2 separate regions of the Mus musculus genome follow, and region 2 is linked to region 1. Evidence: chromatin contacts called from public Micro-C data. All regions are on one chromosome and are shown on one strand. The core of a region is the stretch at or near the end of the contact, and the rest is flanking DNA. Distances in the headings are between cores, read along the strand shown.

The links. Hi-C and Micro-C count contacts between places; a contact is called where the count stands out from the background.
Region 2: a contact with region 1 is called in a Micro-C map of granulosa cells, with 2.8 times the contacts expected there. The contact joins the promoter of Robo2 here to the enhancer-like site in region 1. A contact is called at or near these places in 1 of 39 promoter capture datasets (hippocampal neurons), 4 of 484 Hi-C or Micro-C datasets (granulosa cells and uterus), 1 of 115 datasets of contacts at active chromatin or transcription factors (neural progenitor cells) and 2 of 9 other capture datasets (adipose tissue and embryonic stem cells).

The regions. Positions count from the first base shown.
Region 1 is chr16:74,276,927-74,283,764 of GRCm38.p6, reverse strand. All of the region lies in intron 2 of Robo2 (roundabout guidance receptor 2), which reads left to right. Among named protein-coding and RNA genes, the nearest start is that of Mir691, 62 kb to the left of the region's middle. Within about 2 kb of position 3,859, at least 3 of the 459 cell types and tissues checked have an H3K27ac peak or open chromatin away from gene starts, as enhancers often do. A contact at or near this core is called in granulosa cells, where this site is marked.
Region 2 is chr16:74,409,005-74,415,842 of GRCm38.p6, reverse strand. It overlaps Robo2 (roundabout guidance receptor 2), which reads left to right and starts at 4,018. Exons shown (of 28, transcript NM_175549.5): 1 at 4,018-4,991. The coding sequence starts at 4,931.

The DNA of each region.
Region 1 (6,838 bases), core at 2,610-5,109:
GCTGCCAACATATGGAAGTGTGGATAGCTGAACAGAAGCAGCAGCTGCCGAGCCAGATGCAAATGATGTTGTTTCTTCCCAGAGTGCAAGGATGAGTCCGGTTAACAGAAAGGGCAGTTTTATTTTGTCCATGCACTGGAAGAATTGCATTTAATGGACGTGAACATTATTTGGGGGCAGATATGATTGGTCCCATTTTATAGACTTACAGGCTTATTCTATTTGTTTGTTGGCTTGTTTGGTTTCCTAACCAATGACGAAGCATTGAGGAAGAAAAAGATGCCAGCAGCAGCTGGTTTTCAACTCAAACTTTTAATACTCACAAAGCAGGAAGTAAAAGCTAAAAATACCCTGCAATTGTTGCCACAACTGTAATCAAAGCCATTGTTTCTCCTAAGAAAACTCTCAATGGGGAAAAAGAAGTTAAAGCAGTAAGACTGATCCTTTATTTAAAAACAAAACAAAACAAAACAAAAAACCAAAAAAAAAAACAAAAAACAAAAAACAAAACAAAAAAAAAGCAGAAAGAAAAGATGAGCAACTGGGATTAACTACACTATCTCTATTAAAGTATCTATTTTATAAGGCAGTTAGGTTGAAAGATAAATCTAAAATTATTACTTGATATTGTTAAGCTCATTTGGCTGTGTAAATTCACTCATTGTTTGCCATTCAGCAAATGGTAAACAATTTTTTCTTCCCCTTGAAGATGAAATATGCATAAGGTTTGTGTTTTGCCATTGTTGGGCATTCAAAAGTTCTGGTTGATGTCCAAAGGGCTTATCGAATCAAAAAAACGAATTATACCCCCTCCCAAAAGCTATAAATGCAGTAGAAAAAGAAATACATTTAAAATAAACAAACTCGCTTTGAAAGTAATTGGTTAAAAAAAAAATACTCAGATGAATGACAGGAGCGCTCTTTTCCATTGCTTTTCAGCTTGTTTTGACAGACAGATGGAGTGTAATGACTTGTTAGAGTTCATACACTACTTCAGTGCGCTGTGGAGTCTGTGTCTCCTCACATCCACTGTCTCATGAATAATGCTTCCCGTTAGTGTTAGGTTATCTTTTGAACGGTGCTAGACATTCAGTTCTGCTCAACTCTGATGATTTCTGCATTTGGAGACTTTCTGCTAAACATGTATACAGCATCTCTGTGATGTTAACGATTCCCAAATCTCCAATTGTTTCAATAACTGAAAAATGAAGTATATAACACCTAAAATGGAGTTAGACTGAAAACCAAAGTCATAAATAAAAGAGGATTATGTTGTTTTCACAATAGACGGTTAATGTATCAGAACTTGACAACTTTAATTTGAAATCAATTAAAGAATAGAGGACGTAATAAGACTGAGGATTCCCTCATTTGGCCACATGGATTCTGCTTTGTCATAGATATTGCTAAAACATCAATTATTTCTAACCTTTATTTTTACCATGAAGTATTGGATATTATTTTCAAATGGGAGGAGGGTAACTAGTATCAAGCATGTCTTCATGTTAGTATTTCTTGTTTCCATTTCAGTTCATTTTAAGTGGATTGCCATTAGCATCATTCTTTCCTCGAAATGAAGACACACACACACACACACACACACACACACGGAGGTGGGAAGAGAATTAGGAAGATAAAAGAGGATTAGGTTTGTGTGCATATGATCTAATGTAGAGGGTAAAAACCCACTAATCAACCATACAAACATGGAAAATAGTGCCTATGATTTTTTTCCTACTAAAGGAGTAAATGACGTAAAAATGAAGCATATTGTTGTCAAAACACAGCTACCTTCCCACCTAGAGAAGTGTGAAAGTCTGGACATGTTTTATATGCAAAATAACCTGTCTGGATTATAGAAACCATTCTGACACCTGCTCCTCATCAGTGCCGAGCAATCACAGTGAAGAAGAGGGCATCCGAGCTTGGAGGGGGTGGGTTCATAAGCTTTTACATGGTATTTCATACTCATTCATTCTTTATTACTTTAAAGCAAAAAGATCTTTTAAAACTATAACACCCAATTCAAGCTACAGTGTCATCTTAATAGAACTGGCACTAAGTGTTATATTGTCCTTGAGAGAACATTTGGTACTTTAAACAGTCTATGCTGCAAAATGATAACCTATCAAGTACCAAAGCAAATACTTAAAACTTAGAAAACAAAAATAGTTGTGTAAATATGTGTGTGGACGTTTTGAGGCAGGGGTTCATTTAAATACAGACATTTTCTTTATGTGAAATATATGTATTTATACTTAGAGACTGTGTTGTTCAAATCAAAATCCTTCATATGCATTTAAATAAGACGTTTTACAATTTTTGAAAATTGACACAGATGATTTTAACTGCATTAAAATTCTTCTTTGTTCATCACATATACTTGGGCCTAATAACATCTCTAAGATTCCCTGTTTGTGTGTGTGTGTGTGTGTGTGTGTGTGTATGAGAGAAGAGAGAGAGAGAGAGAGAGAGAGAGAGAGAGAGAGAGAGAGAGAGAGAGAGATTGAGAGGGAGAGTTTTATAATATGCTCATACCATCATTTGTTTCAGTTTGCTTTAAACTACAGTAGAGTAACGATTAGGGTTAAATTCTTGCATGTTAAGTAGAAAATGAAGATGTTCTATGTTTGCAGAGATAAGAGTACTGGGTCTGGGGCTGTTATCTGTAAGGTAGTCTCAGAGAAGTGGCCATGGGAAGATGACAGATGATATTTACCTCATATGTCATCATAACTGTTTTTAAAGCAGATGTCCGAGCCCTTCTTTATCAGGGGTCTGGGAAATGAATCATTGCGAAGCACTCCATCACCAGGACATAAAGGAATAGCAAACCTTGAGTGTGTCAAACAGTGTCTGTCCAGTCTCCTCAGCTCAAATGCTGACTTTACCCCAGTGCTGCACTCCACATACGTGTGGTCCTTAAGAGAAGTTAATTTTTCTGAACATTTTCAACTGAACAAATGAATGCGCATGTGCATATATGCAGTTGATTTGAATTTAAGATATTAGAGTAAAACTGTAGATGCCCCAACGGTTGGTGGTTATGTTATTTTTACGATGTTCATGCAGATTTGACTCTGCAAGCAAGCTTTCTTAAATACTCTTAACTAACACAGGATGATACTGCCATTACTTCTATTTTATAGATAAAAAGAGAGGCATAGTGACAAATATCCACATCTAGCTATAGCTCATCGTTTTCCTCTCTTCTGTCTCCTTCCCTCCCTCCCTCCCTCCCTCCCTCCCTCCCTCCCTCCCTCCATTTCTCTATTTTTTCCCTCCCCTGCCTTTCTCTTCTCTCTTTCCTCTCAATTTCCCCCCTTTTCTTACTCTTGCTTGCTTGCTCTCCTAGGTTCTGCAGATGAAACCTAAGACACTTTGCATAACAGAAATGCACTATGCAACTTGTGAGCAACAGAAATATACCACAGAAAAATCACCCTTGGTTATTGATGAGTGTTCAGACTTCTGTTCTTGATTTTGAACCCCCCTTGTATGTCTCTAAAAAGACAAAGCAATAGTTCTGAGGAAATCAACATTGAATTTGCCACAATCTCTCTATGCTTCTGTAGTTAGAAAGTAGTTTTTTTTTGTTTTGTTTTTTCCCTTGTGGACAATTTGACCTCCTTTCTGAGGGATGCATGAAATTTCTGCAAAGCAGATTCTTATCTATATTAAAGAGTGATCATCGCTTTCCAACCATTTATGAGAGACCAGATTACAGCTAATACCATACAGTTTCAGGCATACTGGAAAACTTTAGTTGAAGTTTGTTCTGTGGTCACCCACAGCCACAGAGTGGCATTATCTCTGTGTCAAATGGCAAACAGGAATCTTGACCTCCACTCTTAACTGCTGTGCCAGATGTTGCTCAGTGTAAGAGATTTTGTCTCTGAGGGCTCTATAAACAAACCTGATCTGAAGTGCTCCCACCAGGCATTCCTTGGGGTTTATCAGATAAAAATGAACTCTACTTTCATTACAGACCAAACCTATTTGTCTTCCTCTTGGAGAAAACAGGGAAAAGCTGCATCATAATCTGCAAAAACACACGGGGTCCTGGAAGGAAGAGAGCAGAGCGCAAAATAAAACTAAATCTCAAATGAACACACTTTGGGCTTTGATCTTGAAGTATCATAGCATAGTACATTTTTTTTTAAAAAACTTGGTCCATCAGTGATTAGATTTTGAGACTATGAAGAATGAAAGATCTACATCCAGAATCACGATATTGCTGAATCTGTCAAATTTTTCAATGATAACAAGTCTGTGTTCTGTGTCTGATATGTAGAAAAGCTTAGGTCTCTTATGAGACATGAATGAGACCTTATGTCTTTTATCTCCAAACACACACACAAATACACACACACACAAACTCACATACTTATATACACTCACATTCACTTGCACTAACAAAAACACACAAAACATGCACAAACATACATTGACATACAAATTCACACATAAAAACTCAAACACACACAAATTTGCACAAATACATCCATATACAAAAACATTCTCAAAAATATAATCACACAAACATACACACACACTCAAACACAAACTCATACACACATGCTCACACATACAAACTCATATACTCACAGATACACACACTGACACATACAAAACATATACAAACACACACTCACATACAAACTCATACATACAAACTCAAACACACACACACACATATTTGCACATATACATCCACACACAAAAGCATAGGTAAGTATACAACCACACAAACACACACAGTCACACACAGACATTCACACATATTAATTCACACACTCACAGACACACACTAACACACACTCACAAAACACACAAAACATACACACACACACTCTCATATACAAACACACATACAAACTCACACACTCATTTGCACAATGCGTCTGCACACAAAACATAACTCAAATATATAGTCACACAAACACACACACATACATGTACAATAAAGCAAACAGCAACAATAAAAATAGTGAAGAAAGAGGAGAAAGGAAAAGCAAAGAAACAGAAGCTAAGGGTCAAGACACAAAAAGAGGAAATGCTGACATTCTCTTGAAATGGAGATCCTTATAGGCAAATAACATCCATTTGGTCCTTGGGAGATAGGCATTAGAGTTGTCTCAGTTAGGAAAAAGCTTTCCTTGCAAGCCTTAGGGTGTGAGTATGATCTTCAAAAATCATGTCATTAGAATTGGAACTGGGGTAGGGTGACTCTTATTATCCTAGCACTGGGGACACAGAGACTCACAGGTGATAGCAAGCCTTGTAATAATGGGAGTTCCCAGTCAGTGAAAGATCTTATCTCAAAGAACTAGATGGATGAGGTGAGCTCCCAAAGAAATTAAGGACAAATGGTGAACTGTGGTGCCTCTTTAACATATCAGACCCACTCTGGTCACTAGGTTTTCTTAGGAGAACAAATACTAGCCTTAGAGTCTGTGTTCTCTCAGCACTCCTCACCACACCTCCTAACCTAAACTTCTCTGGCTCCTGAGCTTTTCTTCTGTTCCCACAGTTTCTGATTCCTAAATAATCCAGCCATTACAGCCAGAATGTCCTCTGACTCTGCTATGGGTGTGTTCTCTCTCTCTCTCTCTCTCTCTCTCTCTCTCTCTCTCTCTCTCTCTCTCTCTCTCTCTCTCTCTCCCTCCCTCCCTCCCCCTCCCTCTCCCCCTCCCCCTCCCCCTCTCCCTCTCTCTTTCCCTTTCCTCCCACAATCTCTCTTACCCTCTCTCTTGTTCTGTCCTTCTGCCTGTCCTCTTATGGCCAAGTTCAGTCTGCCTCTTTCATGATATCTCTAGCTGTTCTCTCCCTCATATCTAAAGAAAAAAAAACCTTCTCCACATTCATATCTAGGAACAGTCATATCTTCATTTTATTCAGATGGCTCCTGAAGAATGACAATAGAAGTTGACCTTGGACCTCCATGTGCACACATTAGTCACATTATAAAAAGATGAGACCGACTCAAAGGCGTCAGTGCAGAGTTATTGGTAGACGACCTTGGATATACTCAAATGTTATAAACAGAAAGTCAAAATACAGACATAGAATTACACAAAGCTGATAACCTTGCCTTTCAGTTACACATACTGAGAATTTTTTTTCTCATTTTTTTTTTGTGATAAAATGCTTTAATGCTAGGTCCACATACTCATGATGTACTGTGTGTCAAGCTTGTGCTTTGAGTATATCATTTTACCTAATCTAGAAATGCCATAGTAGTTCAATTAAACTTAGTAGAAGAACAGGTTGGCTTTTTCAATGTACACTTTGACCTGTTGTGCCACTGGCTAGTCCAGCTGAGAGCCATAAACTGAGCAGACTCTTAATTGTTCAGGGACACAGCCATAGGCCTAAATACTCCAGAGGGATTTAGTCCAATCATTCGACTCTTTAAAACTGTGACCTAAGACAGATAGGAACCAGCTTCTCTGGGGAGTAGAGACTAATGCATTAAGCTTGTCCCCCCACCTTGTTTTCAGAATTTACCACGTTGCTCTTGTTTTCCTTTTGGTCAAATAAAACTCAAGACGGCAAGCATGTTCTGAAAGTACAAATACATTTGAAAGCTTAATCTAATTGGGCAAAGACTAAATTTATGATTTGGTTGTTAATTAGGCTTAAAGGACAAAGCTAATGCTGTTCCATTTAGTGAGAAAGGCCTCTGTGGACAGAGGACTGACCAATATTGGTTCTCCTGCTGGGAAACACTGGGCATAAACAAGTCCCTGGGGTTTCATTACTGAGCCTTTTAGACAAACACAAAATGCATCTTAGTTTATTTGAAAATCCTTACAATGAAGCTTTATTGTATATC
Region 2 (6,838 bases), core at 2,769-5,268, 130 kb before region 1:
TTATGGGGAAAGAAAATTCTTCTTTCTTGAAAATATGTGGCATATATGTGGCAAAAAACCATTATTTTTAAATAAAATATTGCTGTATTTCAATCAACTCCTATTTCAGATTGCTGAAGTGAGGTTCATTAAATAAATCAATGGAATGGACCAAAATACAGAGATGCATATGCTTTGTATAAGGTAGATTTAGTATGTATTGATATAAGTATTAATGACTATCTTAAAATGAAGTAATTGCAATCGGGGATTTCCAGATTATTTCAGAAGAATAATATTTTATCATACTTGTCTGCCTCAGAATCTTTCTTGGGAAAGATGGAACAAGATAAAACAAAATAATGCAGGGGCAAGCAAATCATTCTTGTCTGGTCAGGAGTTTTTACACATTATTTTAATTGCCTGATGTCTTATTGTAGGTAATGACCCATATATTTTATTTAAATTTGATATGGAAAAATTGTATGCTAAAGCAATTTTACACAGAAAAAAATCCATCTGAACAGCCCTTGACTTTAAAACTGATTCCTTAATGATAAGTGAAGCAATTTCTCTTTTCCCTTCCATCCTCCCTCCCTTCCTCCCTTCCTCCCTTCCCCCCTTTCCTCCTTCCTCCCTTCCTCCCTTCCTCCCTCCCTCCCTTCCTCCCTCCCTCCCTCCCTCCCTCCCTCCCTCCCTCCTCCCTCCCTCCCTTCCTTCCTTGCTCCCTTCCTCCCATCCTTCCTTCCTTTTTTTCTGTCTCTCTTTCTTTCTGTCTTCTTTCTTTCTTTCTTTCTTTCTTTCTTTCTTTCTGTCTGTCTGTCTGTCTGTCTGTATTTCTTTCTTTCTTTCTTCTGTCTTCTTTATTTCTTTCTTTTCTTTTCTTCCTCTTCATATGCTAAAATGGATTTTCCAACTTCTACCACAAGGCTAAGGTTTTAAAGACTTTTGTTTACCTACAAAGGAAGGAACAATATCTAGAACAAATAATCCACCTTTATAATTGGTGTTCACTTAAAGCACATCAAATTCAACTGAAGTATGATTTCTTCAGCACAGATTCTCTGAAATCTTGCAGAAAATAATGCTGTTGCTTCTCTTGGTCTTAATATCATTTACATTAAACTTCTGACTAAGGACCTCTTACTGTTGCTCATTTAATGTGCAAGTTTTGATTATTACCTTAAAATTTCCTTTAACTAGCATTGATATATCATGTTTTCTTTAGGCACATTATATTATCAAAGGAGATATTGGCAAAGCATTCTTCTATGAATCAATTCCAAATTTGTGTTCGAGAAAAAATATAAAATATACACTCCAAAATAACTTTGCTTCAGATTTAATTTCTTAGTAGAAATAATTGCACACAAGAAGGCATCAATACAAAGTCATTGTCCTTTTTTTGTGACTTCTGTAAGGTAGTTGTGAATATAAAATACTGGTGTTTGGCAAAAACTGACTTATTAAATAAAATCATTAACTAAAACTCCTCCGTGGAAGTGATCTTCATACTCTACATGTGAATACATTTCTGTGAAGTAAAATGCAGCAATTTCTACCCTAGGAGACAGGAGGAATTGTTGGGTGGGCCCTCTCCCATCCATTCTCTCTGATTCTCCAAACACACTAGTTCTGACTCCTGAATGATTTTATAGGTTTTTTTTTTTTTTTTTTTTTTTTTTTAGAAATGCTCTTGTAATTGGAAAGTAGTTAAATTAGAAGCCAGAAGAAAACTCCTGAGTGGAATATGCCGGTTCTCTTTTCCCAGATCTTCCTTAACATTGAAAGTCTCATTAGCTTATTTGATTTTTAATTCTTGCAGAATATCATTATGGAACTTGTGTTTGTTAGAAAGGAAACAGTTTTGAACTCAGGAGCAATATAATTTGCTTGAGATTAGAGGAAGTGTTTCTTGGATAGAAGAACAAGACAGATTTTTTTTCCAATACTTGACTTAAAACCTAATACAATGTCCAAGCCAAAGGTTTACATAATCATCAACTATTTTCTAGCATCCTGGCGAGGTAACAGACATTAATCCAGGACACTCTTGGATTTTTCTTTCTCATGGTGTTATCAAACACAGAACTCCTGTCTTCAGGTGGTGCCATTCAACACATAAACTTTCTTTTCTTTCTTTCTTTCTTTCTTTCTTTCTTTCTTTCTTTCTTTCTTTCTTTCTTTCTTTGCATATGATGCTATGCTAATTTTGGAGTCAATACTTGAAGAATTTAGCAGTTTTGAAGTACAATCTTTAGCCAAAAAGGAAAAAAAAAAGGTACTTTCTGTTTTATTTATGAGGATAGAGCGTACTTCAAAACTGCTAGAAATGACTTTTGATGCTTCATGAGAAGTGTGGCTTACTTAAGTTCAGTCCTTTGAGCAACGAGAGTTTTATTGCCATCATGAACAAGCCTCTGGAATGCCAAGAGAACTCTCCTAAGTGCTTGCTTAAATGTCGTTGGCTTTTTTTTTTTTTTTTTTTTTTTTGAGGGAAAAACACTCCATTTCTAATTATAAGCAAAGGAGATCTTAGTTCAATGGAGGCACCAAAACACATCCGACCAAACAAAAGGCTCCTCAAATGTCCTCAAATATCGTTTCTTTCCTAATATTTTCCAGTAGGGGGAACTAAAGACTCGCCAAGCAGAGGCTTGCTTGGCTCAGGGACCTGCGTGAGTTCCTGTCAGGCGCTTTTATAATCACCTGAACAAGCATCAAACAGCTACCAAGCAAAGCTTTTGATCACACGTGGGTCCGGCCACAACGGCCATGTCAGGGCACCTTAGACAGTGGCAGGAATCGGATTGAAAGTGGCCTTCTCTAACTGTGCCCAGCCCTAATAGCATCTATTCGGTAGTTTTTGCTTGGACTGTATTCCCTTTTATCGTGCTTGGGCAGAAATTCCGCTCCAGCTCATGTTAGCCTAGTTGGGTTATCAGCGTTCCTAAATCAGAGGCTGCTTTTCCTAATTCTCTTTTAGAGGTCCTAAAAAGAGCGAAGGCTCTAGAAAACCACTTCCTCAAGTCTTTTGATCCTCGACCTCCTCCATTCCCAGAGTCTTCTGCAGGACTCATTTATCACAAGGTCCCGAATTATAGTCCGTGAGTGTTGAGAGGTCAGGAGGCAACTGAGCAACATTAGCCCGATGCCAGTCCTCCCCCTATTTTCTCTTGGGGATTCCGTAGTTAGCCATAGATCTTGGCTAAAACAAGCTGGCCGAGATTAGAGATACCCCTCCCCTACATCCACATAGTTGGTTTTGTGTGTGGTGCGGTGGGGGGTGGGCAAGTTCACTTACAACCACAGAGGGTGTATGTACACAAAACCTTTCTACTCCAATAGATACTTCTTTCACTCCCCTGCTCTCCCTGTTGGCCAGCTTCTTTCTGGTAAAAGGTGAACTCTGTGTGTGTGTGTGTGTGTGTGTGTATGTGTGTGTGTGTGTGTGTGTGTGTGTGTGTGTGTGTGTGTGTGTGGTGATTTTAACAGGTAATGAGGCTGTGCCCGGGGTCCTGGAAGATCATTTTTTTTTTCTAGAAAAGCTCTTGTGCAGCTCCAGCAGACGGAGCGATGAATAATTAGGAAGGGCTTCCATGAAATCACTCACCGAGAAAATTACCTGCCCATTAAACGGGCCGCGTGAAGAGCAGGAGGCTGGAAGCCCACCTCACCCCTCCAGAGGAGGGAGGGAGGGGGACGCCCAGGAGGCTCCCAGAATGGGAAAGAGTTGATGGCAGTCCTAGCGAGCCCGCAGCGGTTCCACATTGGTTTATTTCTGTCCCCCCAAGACTTATTCGCTTGCCTGGTTACCCTTGCTCCGCGGACCCCGGGGAGGGCTGTCTCCCCCTGCACGGGACAGTGATCGGGTGGAGGTGGAGATCCGCGTACACCCCTCCATCCTTCAACCCCTCCCGGGGATATACTGGGAGCAGCTCTTTCCTCCCCTCCTCTCCTGCTTCCTCGCCTTCCCTCCTCCAAGTCCTTCCAGCCCCCAGCAGCTGCTGGAGGAGGCGGTCGCAGCGCAGCCTCCGCCTCTGAAGCGGTGACTGTCCCGAAAGAGGCTGGAGGCAGCACTACTCCCGGAGGCTGGACCACGCGTGAGCATCCTCAGGGCTCCCAGGTCCGGAGCTCCTAGATCTGGCGGTGCTCGCCAGCAGCAGCTGGACGCTAGATCTCTCCGGGGCGGCCCCTCCCGGGTGGCCGCGGCCTCAGCTCAGCCCCTCCCTCTTCCCTTGCTTCTTCTCCTCGCCCTCCTCCTCGCTCCCTCACCACGTAGGAGTTCCCATTCTCCACCCAAGCCGTCCTGCCTTCCCCTTTTCCTTCCTTTTGGAAACCAGAGACTCCGAGGGAGGCGACCAGGCTGCGGAGGAGAGGGCCGGCTCACAAAGTGCTGCTTTGACACATCCTTAGGATGGAAGTTAAGTGAAAACAGAACCACACAAAACAAAACTCCGCGAAGTGGTGCTGCTACGGAGGAAACCAAGGGGAGAAAAACCCGGTGGGCAGGTCAATGGTTGCTTCGCAGCGCTTTGGCAAGTTTGTGGAACACTTTCTAGGAATTAGGTCTTTTTTGTACCCCCATCATCTTCTTGACTTCCGAAGAAAGAAGTTGTGTTTGGATTGCAATGGAGTCTAAGGAGACAGGGCTAGACGCACGTGAATAGTCCCGCCAGCTGGGCTGAATTTGTGGGAATTTAGAAAGACAGCCTGTGGAAGTGCAACGTCTCTGAAGTCCCCTGGGTTCATTCGGATGGCACCTAACGCGTCCCGTGACAGACCTCTTCACCAACAGCTTCCGATGTTGCCATTTTGCTCTTCTTGACCTTAATTAATCTCTAGGAAAGTCTAAACTTCGGACCTACCTCTTTTTTTGATACTTATTTTTGTACTTCTGCTCTCTGGGATTGGTTTCTTAAACAACCTGGATCCTTTTTCATATGTCAAAATGAATCCTCTGATGTTTACACTATTATTGCTCTTTGGATTTCTCTGCATTCAGATTGATGGTGAGTTAAAGCACCCCTTTTTCTCTGAGATTGTTGTGCCTTCTAAAGAAAATGACAGTGTAGTTGGGAGTATGTTTGGCGAGGCACAAGCTCTTCAGGGCTAGAGGTTCTATGCCTTTTGTTTCTAACCTGATGCTAGTGGAACACCTTATTGTTACTGTTATTGTGATTCATTAATTGAGGCGTTTAGCAGTAAGTGATGGGCTCCCAGCTTAGAAGAGTAACTATTAAAAAACAATGCTAAGAGAGAACCCCGAATGGTTGTGACTACTCTCTCTCTTTGGTATTTGTTCTGGTATCTAAACTTTGGCTTAGGCATTCAACTGCAGAACTATAGTAGGCGATACTTGGAGGGGCATTTAGTGAGGATTTGATAAGGGTATCTCTAGGTTCAAAGTGTATCACCTGTGTGTGAATGAATGCTATCCCAGCGCGAAATCAGAATGAAGGATTTAGATCACAGAGAGAAAACTGTCACAAGTGAGACTGGGCGAGGCTCCAGGAAGGAGGCAGTACCCACTCTGGGCTGGCTACAGGCTGGGAGCCCTCAGCTGAGTCCCCAGTGGGCAAACACAATGGAGACTCAGAACAGGTGCTGTAGGTGTCTCCCGCTAGGCTGTGCCACTCTGTCAAGCAGACAGTTTTCAACCTCTGCCTTTCCTGTCTTTTGTTCAGAGTTAGTTTCCTGGGATAGCTTCACTGAATCGTCACCCAAGCTTTTCTGTAGCTGTTTGAATGAGAAGTATTAATAATTATAAATATACGGTGGGTTTCTTCTTTGAAACTAAAACATATTTGGTGCTAGCTTTCTAGGGATATATATATCTCAAGTGTTTATGAAGAGTGGACTGAGCCACCATGTCCTAGTCATGGCAATAACTTTCATTTCTAATGCTTATAAAGAATCGGAAGCATATTAATCCAAATATTTAAGACATCAAGATAACATGTTGCTACATAAACTTTCCTTTGAATTCATTACTTGGGACATTGCCTATTATTGCCCATCTGTAGGAGCCAACTGTGGGTCTGGCAGCTGCTATGCAGAGCCTGAGTATCAGACTCAAAGGGAAGGCTATCTATAAACACAAGGCAATACAGAAGTGCACCTACTGCCAAGTGGCTGTTTTCAGCTGTGGAGTACATGAGTTCATTTGCTTTTCTCCAAGTAATAGCGACCCAGAAGCGGTGAATGTGTGCGCAGTTTTTCTCTCTCCCTGCAAAATAGTAGAAGCTTAGGATTTGGTGACTTCAATTGACACTGTGGTGATTTCTATCATTATATCAATACCCATTTTATTTCTAACAGGTTTGCTTTAACACTACCTGAATATCATCCTAACACAAAGGTTTATGCATTCCAAATATGTTTGATTGTTGTACTAAGACTTTTCCATAGCAATGCATTTAAAAATTACATATTGGAGGTAGAATTATCACCATTTTTAACAACAGAGTCTTGGGGAAGAATACAATTAAACTGATTTCATGGATGTGACAGAGGGAATCTGAAAAGATTATTATAGAATGTAATTAATGCACTAAGATGTTTGGATATGTATAAAACAAATGCAATTAACCAGTGTGGTGGACCAGCAGCACTTACACTACTTCTACATTCCTTTTCTCCCACACTCCCTCTCTCCCTCTACCCCCTCCTATCTGTTTTATCCTTCTCTCTCTTGCATGCCCTCCGCTTCCTCTTCCTCCTCTTCACCCCTTCTTCTTTATTCCCCTCCTTCCTTTTCTCCTCTCTAAAGACATGTCTGGAAGCTTTGTTCTGATTTTCCATTATAAATTAAAGAGGCAGTTTTGGGGTCTGAATCATCTGCATGCGAGTGCATAGT